Regions from separate parts of the Sus scrofa genome. Here all the other regions are linked to region 1. A link is a contact called in public promoter capture Hi-C data. All regions are on one chromosome and are shown on one strand. The core of a region is the stretch at or near the end of the contact, and the rest is flanking DNA. Distances in the headings are between cores, read along the strand shown. Region 1 overlaps CTTNBP2 (cortactin-binding protein 2). Region 2 overlaps CTTNBP2 (cortactin-binding protein 2). Region 3 overlaps CTTNBP2 (cortactin-binding protein 2).

Region 1 (3,950 bases), core at 1,384-3,883:
TGCCCAAGAAGGATGGGGCCAGTTTCTCTCCCTTCCGCCCCTTCATAATTAGTCAACATAAGCACTTCTGAGAATTGTTTTAGAAGACTTTATTTGAATGCACTTGATGGCATTCTTCTCTATTGGAGCTCCTTGGCGAGGCATGTAACATGGAAAAGGAAACTTGTCCTTGATGATTAGGTAAAGAAATGAAAATTACAAGAGAGATGATGGTAATGATGACATTAACAGCAGAGGATTTTTAAAATTGTACTTTGATCTGTTATAAATAACTTGCGCAAATGAGATTTTATTATTAATACTCTACACCATGTGATGCCATCCACATAGAAATTCCAATTTTAGAAAAAAAATGCTTTTGGAATAAATTTTTAATAAATAACCAGATGGGTTGAGGATGGATTTAAAGGTTATTATGGTAAATGCAGAACAGCCAAGTTATCGTTACTATGTGGAATGGACACTTGTTTGCAAATGATTGGGTTTTGACATTTTTGTATTTCATCGAAAAGGCAACAAAGTGATGCCAAAAGGCCTGAGTTCTTCTACAGCAGGGCTTTGTCACTAAGTCATGTAGCTGCCCACGTCATGCCTCTTGAAAGTCAGCATGCTGACATTCACCACCTGCAGATAATTGAGGTGATAGTCTTCAAGGTAGTATAAGCTTCTTCAAGGAAAATTATTGGATCTGGGTGCCAGCTCACATGTGAAAATGATGCATGTCCCATGTAGGGTTGTTGTGACATTGAAAAACTGAGTTATGATGGAAATGGACATTTGTTTTGTCTGAGATGCAGTCCTTTTGTTTTCCCAAAGTAAGAATGCAGGCTGAGGGGAGATCTGAAAGGAGGGAAAGGAAGGAAGCTGCGCTTAATTAGCAGAGGCTGCTGCCCCTGACTGAGCCGCTTCTGTGTTTTTTCACTCCAGTTTTCTTGTACTTAAAATTAATTACATCCATTACCAGGTTTCCTTTCTGACATTCTGTTTACTTGCTGGTTTTACTTCTTCTAATACACTGAGTTGTGTCTTGCATGAAAGACCCTACGGTCGATGTGCGGTGCATGCTCATGGAATGCTGAGCCCAAGTTCTCAGTGTGTTGCTTTAAAGGCACAGGCCAAGTTGTCTTACTTTAGGTTCCTGTAAAGTGTTTTCGAAAATGATTGATCAGTTACTTAGTTGCCCCTAGATTGGGCTATAACGTTGTATCTTCGTAATACATATTGTTGCCATGCTTTGTGTTTTTATGCTGAGAGAGACAGTTTGCTATCAAAAATGGGTAGCATATGTGTTAGGTAAAGTCATGTGAAGATGTAACACTCTTACTGTCCTGACACATCCAGTGGAGATGAGAAAGTAGAGAGTTAATGTGAGTAAGTTTCATAGAATGAGGAAATACGCAAGGCAGGACATGATTATTACTTGGAAATAAATGCATAGAACAGACTCTAAGGCTGAATTAAGAGAATGAGAGATTTCTGAGTGTGGAAAGATGCACGGAAGTAGGACTTAAGCTATGTCCTGAAGATAATGGGATGCAGATGAATTAGAGGAGAAAGGAGGATTAGCGAGAACAAAGTCATAGGTGTGCAGCCCTGGCAGGGAACACTCTTTCCTTCCTGTAGCGAGAAATCAGGAGGACATAACTAGAGTTTTAAAGCATGAAAAAATGTGCTTTTCATCAGGAGAAATTCTTCTAATTGGCTGCATTCACATTTTTTAAATACTGTAAGTATTCTATGTACCTGGAAAGTTGGATTTAACTTTTTTGTGTTAAATTCAAATTTCAAATTTTGATTTTTCTCCTTGAAATCTCAAGGTGGATTTCATTGCTTGTCCCTTCTTTGAGCCATTTCTTATTCATTCTCAGAGCAGACATCTCACTCACATAGGAAGTTCTAAATGTATTCATAGTTATTAGTACCCACCATTAAACTAGGAGGAAAACATATTTCCATAACTTGTGGGCCAAGAGGCAAAAGTGATTTTCTTCAAATATTTCTCATAGGCTTCAGGGAATGACCTAAATTTCCTCAGTTGAGTAATCCAGTTACCCTAATGATATGTAAAATCAGGACATTTGGGGGCTGGGAGAGATACTTAATACAACATTCTTGTTTTAGTCCTGAGAAATCGGAGACCCAAAGAGATGAAATAATGTTCTTTCAGCCCCTCTGCTTTCTCCGATGTCCCACCTCCCGCCCTTATAAATGCACTGATCAAATGCAGGCACAACCCACTAGATTGGCAACTGGAAGAGATGTTCTTGGCGTTTGTGGGAAGAGCCAGAGAACATGTTTGCCTTGGCTGGCCACGAGGTTATCACCATAGCTGATGTGTTTGGACTAAGATCTGAGGGACACCTCTGCCACTGTGGCTCATAGTAACTTCTAAAGGCTTTGGTGGTACCAATAATGTGCAGATCGCATTAATTCCTACAGGATATAGTTGAGGGTCTTCTGACCTATTTCGACTGAGACTGTTGAGTTCCCCACAAACTATTTTAGATTTTTTTCTCAGGGAGAGTTGGGGGGGAGCAGTAGTGGTGGAAACTTGGTATTGGCCTATGTTCAGATGCAGCAGTTGAAGATGACAGTTGAGCCTGGCTCGATTTTGTCCTTTCTCCCTTCCCCTCCCTCCCTCTCTCTGAGCCTGTATGAGACTATCTGGAGGAGTGCCATGGCCATACCAACCCCAAATACTTCAGAACCGTTGCAGACTGCCGAGTCGAACGGTACGAGTTTGAAGCTGTGTCTCCTTTCATGTGTATTTGTCCCAAAAAAGGCCTTCTCTCTATCTGATGACCAAACTCTGGATTCCTTTAAGCTGCCTGTGCCAGATTTTTAAAACTAGGTGTTAAGAAGTGCTTCTCCTAGAGTGCTTTTCCTGGCAAACTTCAAACATGACAGGCGGAGGAGTGGCTGGTTTCTTTGCTTTTTTTCTTTTCTGAGGTGTCTTGCCATCCCTAAAACATTAAGTTGGGTTTTTTCTTTATTAATTAGGAAAACAATTTCATTAATAATAAAGCCTAGTCTTTGAACCTGTTTGCTCTGGGGTTATTTTTGGGGGGGTTGATGGTGGACATGGGTGTCATGTTTTCTTGGGTACCTTTATGGAGAGCCTAAGTTGTTTTGGGGGAGCCATGTGAAGCCACTTGGCATGGGATCTCAGGTCCCAGAGCAGGGATTGAGCCTGGGCTGCAGTGGTGAAAGCACCAGTGCCTAACCACTAGACCACTTAGTGAACTCTCCCTAATTTTTTTTTTTCTTTTTGGTCTTTTTACCATTTCTTGGGCCATTCCCGTGGCATATGGAGGTTCCCAGGCTAGGGGTCTAATCGGAGCTGTAGCTGCCAGCCCACGCCAGAGCCATAGCAATGCCAGATCCGAGCTGCATCTGCCACCTACACCACAACTCATGGCAACATTGGATCCTTAACCCACTGAGCAAGGGCAGGGATCGAACCCACAACCTCATGGTTCCTAGTCAGATTCATTAACCACTGCGCCACAATGGGAACTCCTCTCCCTAATTTTTTATGTGAGTGTGGCATTTAGATCTCTCCTGTCTTGTATCTTATTTTGAAAATTAGGTTATCCAGTTAATTATAAAAATATTACAAGACTAATCACAAAAAATAACAAAGAGAATGGGGGGGAGTTCCCATTGTAGCGCAGTGGAAATGAATCTGACTAAGAACCATGAGGTTACAGGTTCGATCCCTGGCCTTGTTCAGTAGGTTAAGGATCCAGCGTTGCTGTGAGCTGTGGTGTAAATTGCAGTCACTGCTCGGATCTGGTGTTGCTGTGGCTCTAGTGTAGGCTGGCAGCTGCAGCTCTGATTGGACCCCTAGCTGGGAACCTCCATATGCCTAAAAAGACAAAAGACTTAAAAAAAAAATGGGAGGAAACTTTTGTAGATGCTGGGGTTTCTTTATAGCATAGATTGTAGGG
Region 2 (3,805 bases), core at 67-2,566, 64 kb after region 1:
TTAATTATCTTTTTGGAAAATGAAGATAGTGTGGGAATAGAATGAAAGTTTGCATGGTGTATGCAATCTCACAACATGTCATCTTGAAGTCCTGGTCAGTCTCAGTCTCACTTCTAGGGTCTGATGGCTGTGTCTGCTGCAGACCTCCAGGCTCCTGCTCACATGTGTTTCATATAAACCAACCTCCTCGCCCCTCCTCACCTCCCCCACCAACGCACACGTGTTTATTGCACACGAACATGTACTTCAAACAGTCCTAAGTGATAAAAACTTACTGGCATCAGCCATGAGGAAGTCGAAGTTTAAAATTTGGCCTTCCAGTATGCTGCCAAGACTACCTACTGCCTTTATTGGAAAAGAGAGTGAGGAAGCCAGAGAAGGTAATGATGTCTGGTATGATTAAAAGTAAAAGTAATATGTTCTTCCAACCATTTTAAAGCATAAATTAAAATGCTGCTTCTATTTGTCCTTTTCAGAAGACTTGTTATAGCTCACATTTAATACCTGGTTAACAATTAACCTGAATGCACTACACTAGATAAATATTGATGATACCGTCATTGGACACGTGGGCTTTTCCCCTGTAATTATATCCTTGTATTAACATATGGATGCCGGTGTTCTGGTATGGGTGTTGAATAAAAGCAAACATTTTGCTCACTGTGTCACATGGTAGAAAACTAAAGCACTGGGTAAAATAGTAGAGAAGAATAGAGGGCCTTCCATGCACGTGAGACCGAATCACACAGTTTGACTCTGGACTCTGCAAACCCTTTACAAAGCCCTGCAGGGAACCACCAAGGTCTCTGGAGCTTTTCAAAAATCCCCACAAACCACATAAGCAAGAGCCAGTGTATTTCAGCTGATGTCACTAAAGCTGACTTGTATTTCTTGGATGAGACTCATTTCAGTTATGTTCTTAACTTGTCAAATGAGCTATTTCATCATAAAGTACATCTGCTGGTTTTATGCTGATTTTATCAAAAATCAAGAAAATGTTTTTTATTGTAGTTTTCATTTAATATATAAAAATGTATACTTTCCTAAATTTTACTTCAGTTTTGCATTTTATCTATCACTTCTCTTGTAAAAGAAAATAAAAAGAAATTCATTTCGAGTTGAATCAAAGATTTTATTATCTAGTTGATTTTTTTTTTCTTTAATCAGCTTACATCCTGTTTGTTTCTGAATGACTGGATCATTTCCAACCTGGCTGGAAGTGAAAGGAAATTGTTTCTGTCCTATGGGTCCTGAGAGGCTAATATGAAATGAGCCAGTGATCTGTCTCCCACGTATAACAGAGATAGAGGAGTCTTTTATGGCCAAATTCACCGGCTGTGCAGTCTCAGCAAAGGGTCTCTCTGCTAGGCAGTGCTACCCTTTGTCCCTAGAGGATATTCTATTCCGGTAGATTGTAACATGTGAGAAGAGTTAAGGTTTGTACTCTTTATCACAGATTTTTATAAAGAAAGTATCACAGTAGCTGATAAGCCCAGAAACACCAAACTCATTTGAGCAACAAAATTACCTGTCATCTTTACTCTTGAGAGTAAATATATTAACCAAACATCTTTGGTTCTCTTGCATGTAGAATAAATTGCAGCTTTAGAAGTCTAAAAGCATTAAGACACAAAAATCCATTATTTTAAATGGGTTCAGGTCTTTAAATCACTCCCAGAGCAAAAGTCAGGGAAAGCAAAGGTCCCATTATCTACAATTCAAGTGTTTATTATCTGACACCGGGCATAGCTCTGTGGTAATTCTAAGACATTTGGCCTGAATGCTGCTCTGGTTGGCCTCTCAAGGCGGGAGAAGAGGCTTCGTGCTCATTCATGCCTTGGTTCCTGCTGAGACTACTAATAGGAGGGTTAACTGTTTGGTAATTTTCGTGCCAGGAAAATTTGGGCAGGAGTCAATTTGGCAAATGGACTGAGCCTCAAGCCACTTTGAATAAGCTAATGAGTAATCATCACGGGGAACTTTGCCTCTGGTAATATCCCCCCCCACCCCACCCCCCCGACTTAAAGCCAGTAACCTAGGGTGGTTACTATTTGGGTTTTTTTTATCTTGTGCATCATCTGTTAATACAGTTTCTATTCTAATTTATTTTCATTCATTTTATTCATACTTAGAATAATTTCTAGCATTGAAGTAGGAGTGATCTTTTAATTTGAGCAGAGCCTTTAGAAGAAAGGAACCAAAATAACGAGGAAATCAGAAGGGAGCAGATTTTTTCCCAACCGGCGGGAAAACTAAAAGTAGCTCTGTGTATTGGATAAGAGCTCCTCTTAGGTAGCAGCCCAATATAATGAGGTCACTTACATGACCATAGCTGTAACAGGCAGAATTCGTAGTTGCTTGGTGGTAAAGCCAGTGTTCGTTATGCAGAAACAGCCTTTATTCCTTGGCCTACAGCGTGGTAGAGCTTGGCTGGGAGAACTAGGAGACCAGCTCTTATCAGCCAGCATCACTGACAAATGCTCACTCCAGATCTAGTCTGTAGTGGCTGCTACTTCTGCTGGGAACTGGATACTGAAGCTTGCTGACAGCAGTCAGTATTACTGCCATCACTGCTCTGGGTCTTGAGTGGTGCCTCCCCCAGCCCCACTTCTTTGCATCACTCATGTCCTAGTTGAAGCCTAGAGAGGTATAGTTGATTGGCCAGCCTTAGGCCCCATGCCCTCTTCTTTGCTACAAGACCCAGAAAGCAACTATTGGACCTATTTAACTACGGTAGGAGAGCATCATCAGTGAAGAATTAACATTGGAAGGAGTTTCAGGTGCTAGACGACCAAAAAAATAACACATGGGCCAGAAAAGAACAATCAAAATAGTGGTCGAATTTATTTCTTATGCCTTTTTCTTCTTCTTATAAATAATTGCACTTTGTTTTGCCATTTGTATTCAATATTTTTTACTTCATTATGTAACAGTTTTAACAAAATATAAATTGCTTTCTAGACTTTCATTTAAAGAGTACATGGTGGAATAATATCTAAAATAACATCTTAAAGAAGAGAATTTAGGATGTTTTGTATGTGAAAACTATTTTTAGCTCATTTCAGAGTCTGTTTTGTATAATTCATTATTGCATTTAAAAATGCATTTTGACCCCCCAGAAGCACTGCCGAGTGAGTAATCACAGGGAGCTAGAGACTGAGGTCCGCCGCTCTGAGCAGAGATTTAGAGAGAACAGTTGGCTCCATCCGTGTCTACTCATGTCTCTCCTGAAACTCTAGATGAAGAGGAAGGGGCAGATAAGAACTGCAGCGCCCAGACTGCTGACTGGTCTAGCTCTAGCCCCTATAAAGAAACAAAAAGATCTCTTACCGTATCTCATTATTAGGATTACCAGGATTGTTCAGGTACAGGTGGGGGTGACCATGTGGAGAAGAGAACAAGGGTGTAGTGAGTGTTAAAAGATAATAGGGAGCAATAAGGAATCGAGTGAAATATCATAAGGGGATTTTGTGGTTGTGACAGACTTCACTCTGCTTTCTCATTTTTACAAATGGCTATAATTGCTTCCCTCTCTTTTCTCCACTTAAGAGTTGGAACTAATTGCCTTTGCATTGCTGCTCTGCTCCCACCTACATAGTTTTCCCTTTCATTCTGGAAAAACAGTTGTTTGGTGCCTCTTCATTGATGGCTCCCAGTCTGGGTGCTATTCTTGGAACAACCACCCCCTTTCTCACCACCAGCGAAGCTCTGTTCGTTCTTCTAAGCTCTTTCCACACAATCTGCTGCTTTTTACAAGGGGATCTAGTGATTGTGCTCCATGCAGAATTCTCCCTCATCCACTGCT
Region 3 (3,883 bases), core at 1,328-3,827, 88 kb before region 1:
AAGAAGAATACAAATGGCCAACAGGTATATGAAAATGTGTTCAATATTGCCAATCATCAGGAAAATATAAATCTAAACCACAATGAGATATGACCTTACACCTGTTAAGACAGCTGTTATCATTAAGACAAGACATAAATATTGGTGGTGATGTGGAGAAAAGGAGAAGCTTGTATACTATTGGTGAAAGTGTAAACTGCTACATTCATTATGAAAAATTGGCTAGAGACGTCTCAGAAAGTTAAGAATCGAACTATCATAAGATCCTACCACTTGAATTCTGCATACATATCTGAAGTAAATGAAACCATTACGTCAAAGAGATAGCTGCACTTCTATGTTTGTTGTGTTCTTATTCATAATAGCCAAGACATGGACACAAACTAAATGTGTCAAAAGATGAATGGACAAAGAAAATATGGTATATGCATACAATGGAATATTATTCAGCCATAAAAGGAAGAAAATCCTACCATTTGTGACAATATGGATGAACTTGGAGGTATTATGCTAAATAAAATGAGCTAGACACAAAAGGATAAGTACTCTATTATCTTATATGTGGGATCTAGAAAAGTTGAGCTCATTGAACTAAAGAATAGAAAGGTGGTTACCAAGGCCACGGGTGGGAAAAATAGGGAAATGTTGCTCAAAGTATATGAATTTCAAGTTATCAGATGAATAAGTTCTGAGGACCTGATGTACAGCATAGAAATTGTAAATAGTAATACTATATTCTAGACCTGAAATTTGCTGAGAGTAAATCTTAAGTGTTCACATCACACACACAAAAAAAAAAGTTTAAAAATTGTGGCATGTAAGGTTATGGATAAATTCATTAGCTTGATTGTGTTAATCATTTCACAATGTATATGCATATTAAATCATTGTGCTGTATGCCTTAAAATAAAGCACATTGTACAATCTAAATATATATAATTTCTATTTTCCAGTCCACAAATAACAAATGCTGGAGAGGGTGTGGAGAAAAGGGAATCTTCCTGCGTTGTTGGTAGGAATGTAAATTGGTACAAGCACTATGGAAAATAGTATGGAGGTACCTCAGAAAACTATATATAGAACTACCATATGACCCAGCAATCCCACTCCTGGGCATATATCCAGACAAAACTTTCCTTGGAAAAGACACATGCACCCATATGTTCACTGCAACACTATTCACAATAGCCAAGACATTGAAAAAACCTAAACGTCCATTGGCAGATGAATGGATCAAGAAGATGTGGTATATATACATGATGGAATAATACTCAGCCATAAAAAAGAACAAAATAATGCCATTTGCAGCAACATGATGGAACTAGAGACACATACTAAGTGAAGCAAGTCAGAAAGAAAAAGACAAATGCCATATGACGTCACTTATATCTGGAATCTAATATATGGCACAAATGAACCTTTCCACAGAAAAGAAAATCATGGACTTGGAGAATAGACTTGTGGTTGCCAAGGGGAAGGAGGAGGGAGTGGGTTGGACTGGGAATTTGGGGTTAATAGATACAAATTATTGCTTTTGGAATGGATAAGCAATGAGATCTTGCTGTATAACACTGGGAACTATATCTGGTCACTTATGATGGAGCATGATAATGTGAGAAAAAATATATATGTATGTTACTAGGTCACCTTGCTGTACAGTAGAAAATAGAACGCTGTAAACCAGCTATGATGGAAAAAAAATAAAAATCCTAAAAAAATTTTTATTTGCCAATCATAATAAAGCTGGAATCAAAAAGAGAAGTTTGTCATCTGAAAGGTGCTGCCAAAAAAAAAAATATAGCTAGAAAGGCAGAGAAAATCATGAAACAAGCAAATCACTCTATTTGCACAGGACTTTTTTTCCATGGTAGAGTCATTCTAAAGAGATGCACTGGGGTTTTAGCATGGAAATCCTATAAAATTGGATTGGGATGATCATTGTACAACTATAAATGTAATAAATTCATTGAGTAATTAAAAAATAAATAAAATTTAAAAAAAGAGTTACTATGTATTGAATGCCTATGTCATACTAAGCACTTTATACACTTTGCTTACTCCTTAAATCTATGTACAATATTATCCTCATTTTACAGGAGAGGACATGGAGTCTTAGAGAATGAGTGTCTTGATTGAGGGTCTCTTATTAGCAAGTGCTGGAGGCACAATTCACACTCAGTGCTATATCACTTAGAACTTGTACATGTTCCGGTAGGTCGTGATGTCATAGAAATGCTTCAGGATAATGCCTGTACCTCAAACGTGGCAGTTACATGTGATCATATTTGAAGATATACTTAAAAGTCAAATAAAATCGTGCAGCCATCTGAAAGTGGAAATAAAACCAAGAGAATGGCTTGCTACCATACAATTCAAAATTTGATGCTTATTAATATATTGTACATCATTTTTCTAAACACTGTTGAAAATGTAGAAGTGTAGAGTTCACGTCGTCCTGTGCTTTCTCGTGGCCTTGTGTATTTATTCTGGAGTCCTTCCAGGAACAGTCACACAAGGAGCTCTGGTGTTTGTGAAGTTTCTGAGGATTTTGGCAAGGCTAGACTCCATGGGCTGTTTGTATTTCAGCTGTCCTGCTCTGCTGACCTATCTCACTGGCTTTCGATTTTGCTGCCTCAAGTTCCATCTTCTCCGTGGCATGTGTTTGACTTTACACAAATCACTTAACCTTTTACAATTTCCGCTTCAAAATTGTGAAAGAGAATGGAAGTCATCTTTAAAGTTTCTGCAACTCTAACATTTGGTAGATTATAACTTAAAAGTTCTCTTTATGGGGGAAATACAATAATAAATAAATAAATAAATAAAAATTCTCTTTAAATTTTTATAGAACAGATATTTATGTAATAATTTGGGTTGGGTAACAAATATTTTTAAAATTATTAGTGAAATTCCAGCAACCATGGAACAACTGTGAATATTCTCAGATTGGTTATTCATCTGTTATGAAAAAAATTGTTGTTCAATGGATATAAACTCGGTTTATTATATAAAAACTAATTTGCATAACTATTAAACACATAGTATTGGGTAAAAATTAAGCCACTCTTTCTTAGGTCCATAGAGCTTTAAGTGAAAACAAATCTATTTTTTGAGAATTAAAGACACATTCTAAACTACAATCATATGTAATCTAAATATAAAACAGAGCAGTTAAGAAAAATAATATGAGGAAATATGTAAGGTTTTTGTTTTCCTTCCTTTTTTTGTATTTCAATTGTCCTTCTCAATGAAAAATAGTATTAATAACATGTTATACCTGTATGGTCTCTATGGTTTACAAAACACTTTCATATGCAGAGGAGTTACATCTTATGTGGGGGTTATGTCCTGAAGTCATTTCATAAAGTAAAAATCACATATGGATAAAATTACCCAGGAAAACCCCAGACCATAAAGAATGGTATGCATGATTTTCTACATTTAAAATATGCATATGTATGAAGGTAACTGCTTTAGTAAAAGTAGACAATAAAGAATAGTATACACGGAGTTCCATCATGGATCAGTGGGTTAAAAACCTGACTAGTATGTGGGTTTGATCCCTGACCTTGCTCAGTAGGTTAAGGATCCAGCATTGCCACAAGCTGTGGTGTAGGCTGCAGATGCAGCTCGGATCTGGCGCTGCTATGGCTGTAGTGTAGCCCAGCAGCTGCAGCTCTGATTTGACTCCTAGCCTGGGAACGTCCATATGCCATGGGTGCGGCCCTAAGAAGACACACACACACACACACACACACACACACACACACACACACACACACACACACACACACACCAGGAATAGTATATGCAATTCATCTCTCAAAGTATTAATTGCAGAAAAGCACACATAGCTTAATTTCTTGGGAAAATGCACATTATT

The links. Promoter capture Hi-C pulls out the DNA fragments that hold promoters and counts their contacts.
Region 2: a contact with region 1 is called in a promoter capture Hi-C map of liver, with 2.7 times the contacts expected there. The contact joins two enhancer-like sites. A contact is called at or near these places in 1 of 5 promoter capture datasets (liver) and 6 of 47 Hi-C or Micro-C datasets (fetal heart ventricle, heart right ventricle, liver and 1 more).
Region 3: a contact with region 1 is called in a promoter capture Hi-C map of liver, with 2.5 times the contacts expected there. The contact joins two enhancer-like sites. A contact is called at or near these places in 1 of 5 promoter capture datasets (liver) and 1 of 47 Hi-C or Micro-C datasets (liver).

What each region holds. Positions count from the first base shown.
Region 1 is chr18:28,419,833-28,423,782 of Sscrofa11.1, forward strand. The region is part of intron 2 of CTTNBP2 (cortactin-binding protein 2); the gene reads left to right. Among named protein-coding and RNA genes, the nearest start is that of LSM8, 290 kb to the left of the region's middle. Within about 2 kb of position 2,634, at least 3 of the 83 cell types and tissues checked have an H3K27ac peak or open chromatin away from gene starts, as enhancers often do. A contact at or near this core is called in liver, where this site is marked.
Region 2 is chr18:28,485,330-28,489,134 of Sscrofa11.1, forward strand. All of the region lies in intron 4 of CTTNBP2 (cortactin-binding protein 2), which reads left to right. Among named protein-coding and RNA genes, the nearest start is that of CFTR, 330 kb to the right of the region's middle. Within about 2 kb of position 1,317, at least 24 of the 83 cell types and tissues checked have an H3K27ac peak or open chromatin away from gene starts, as enhancers often do. A contact at or near this core is called in liver, where this site is marked.
Region 3 is chr18:28,332,309-28,336,191 of Sscrofa11.1, forward strand. All of the region lies in intron 2 of CTTNBP2 (cortactin-binding protein 2), which reads left to right. Among named protein-coding and RNA genes, the nearest start is that of LSM8, 200 kb to the left of the region's middle. Within about 2 kb of position 2,578, at least 2 of the 83 cell types and tissues checked have an H3K27ac peak or open chromatin away from gene starts, as enhancers often do. A contact at or near this core is called in liver, where this site is marked.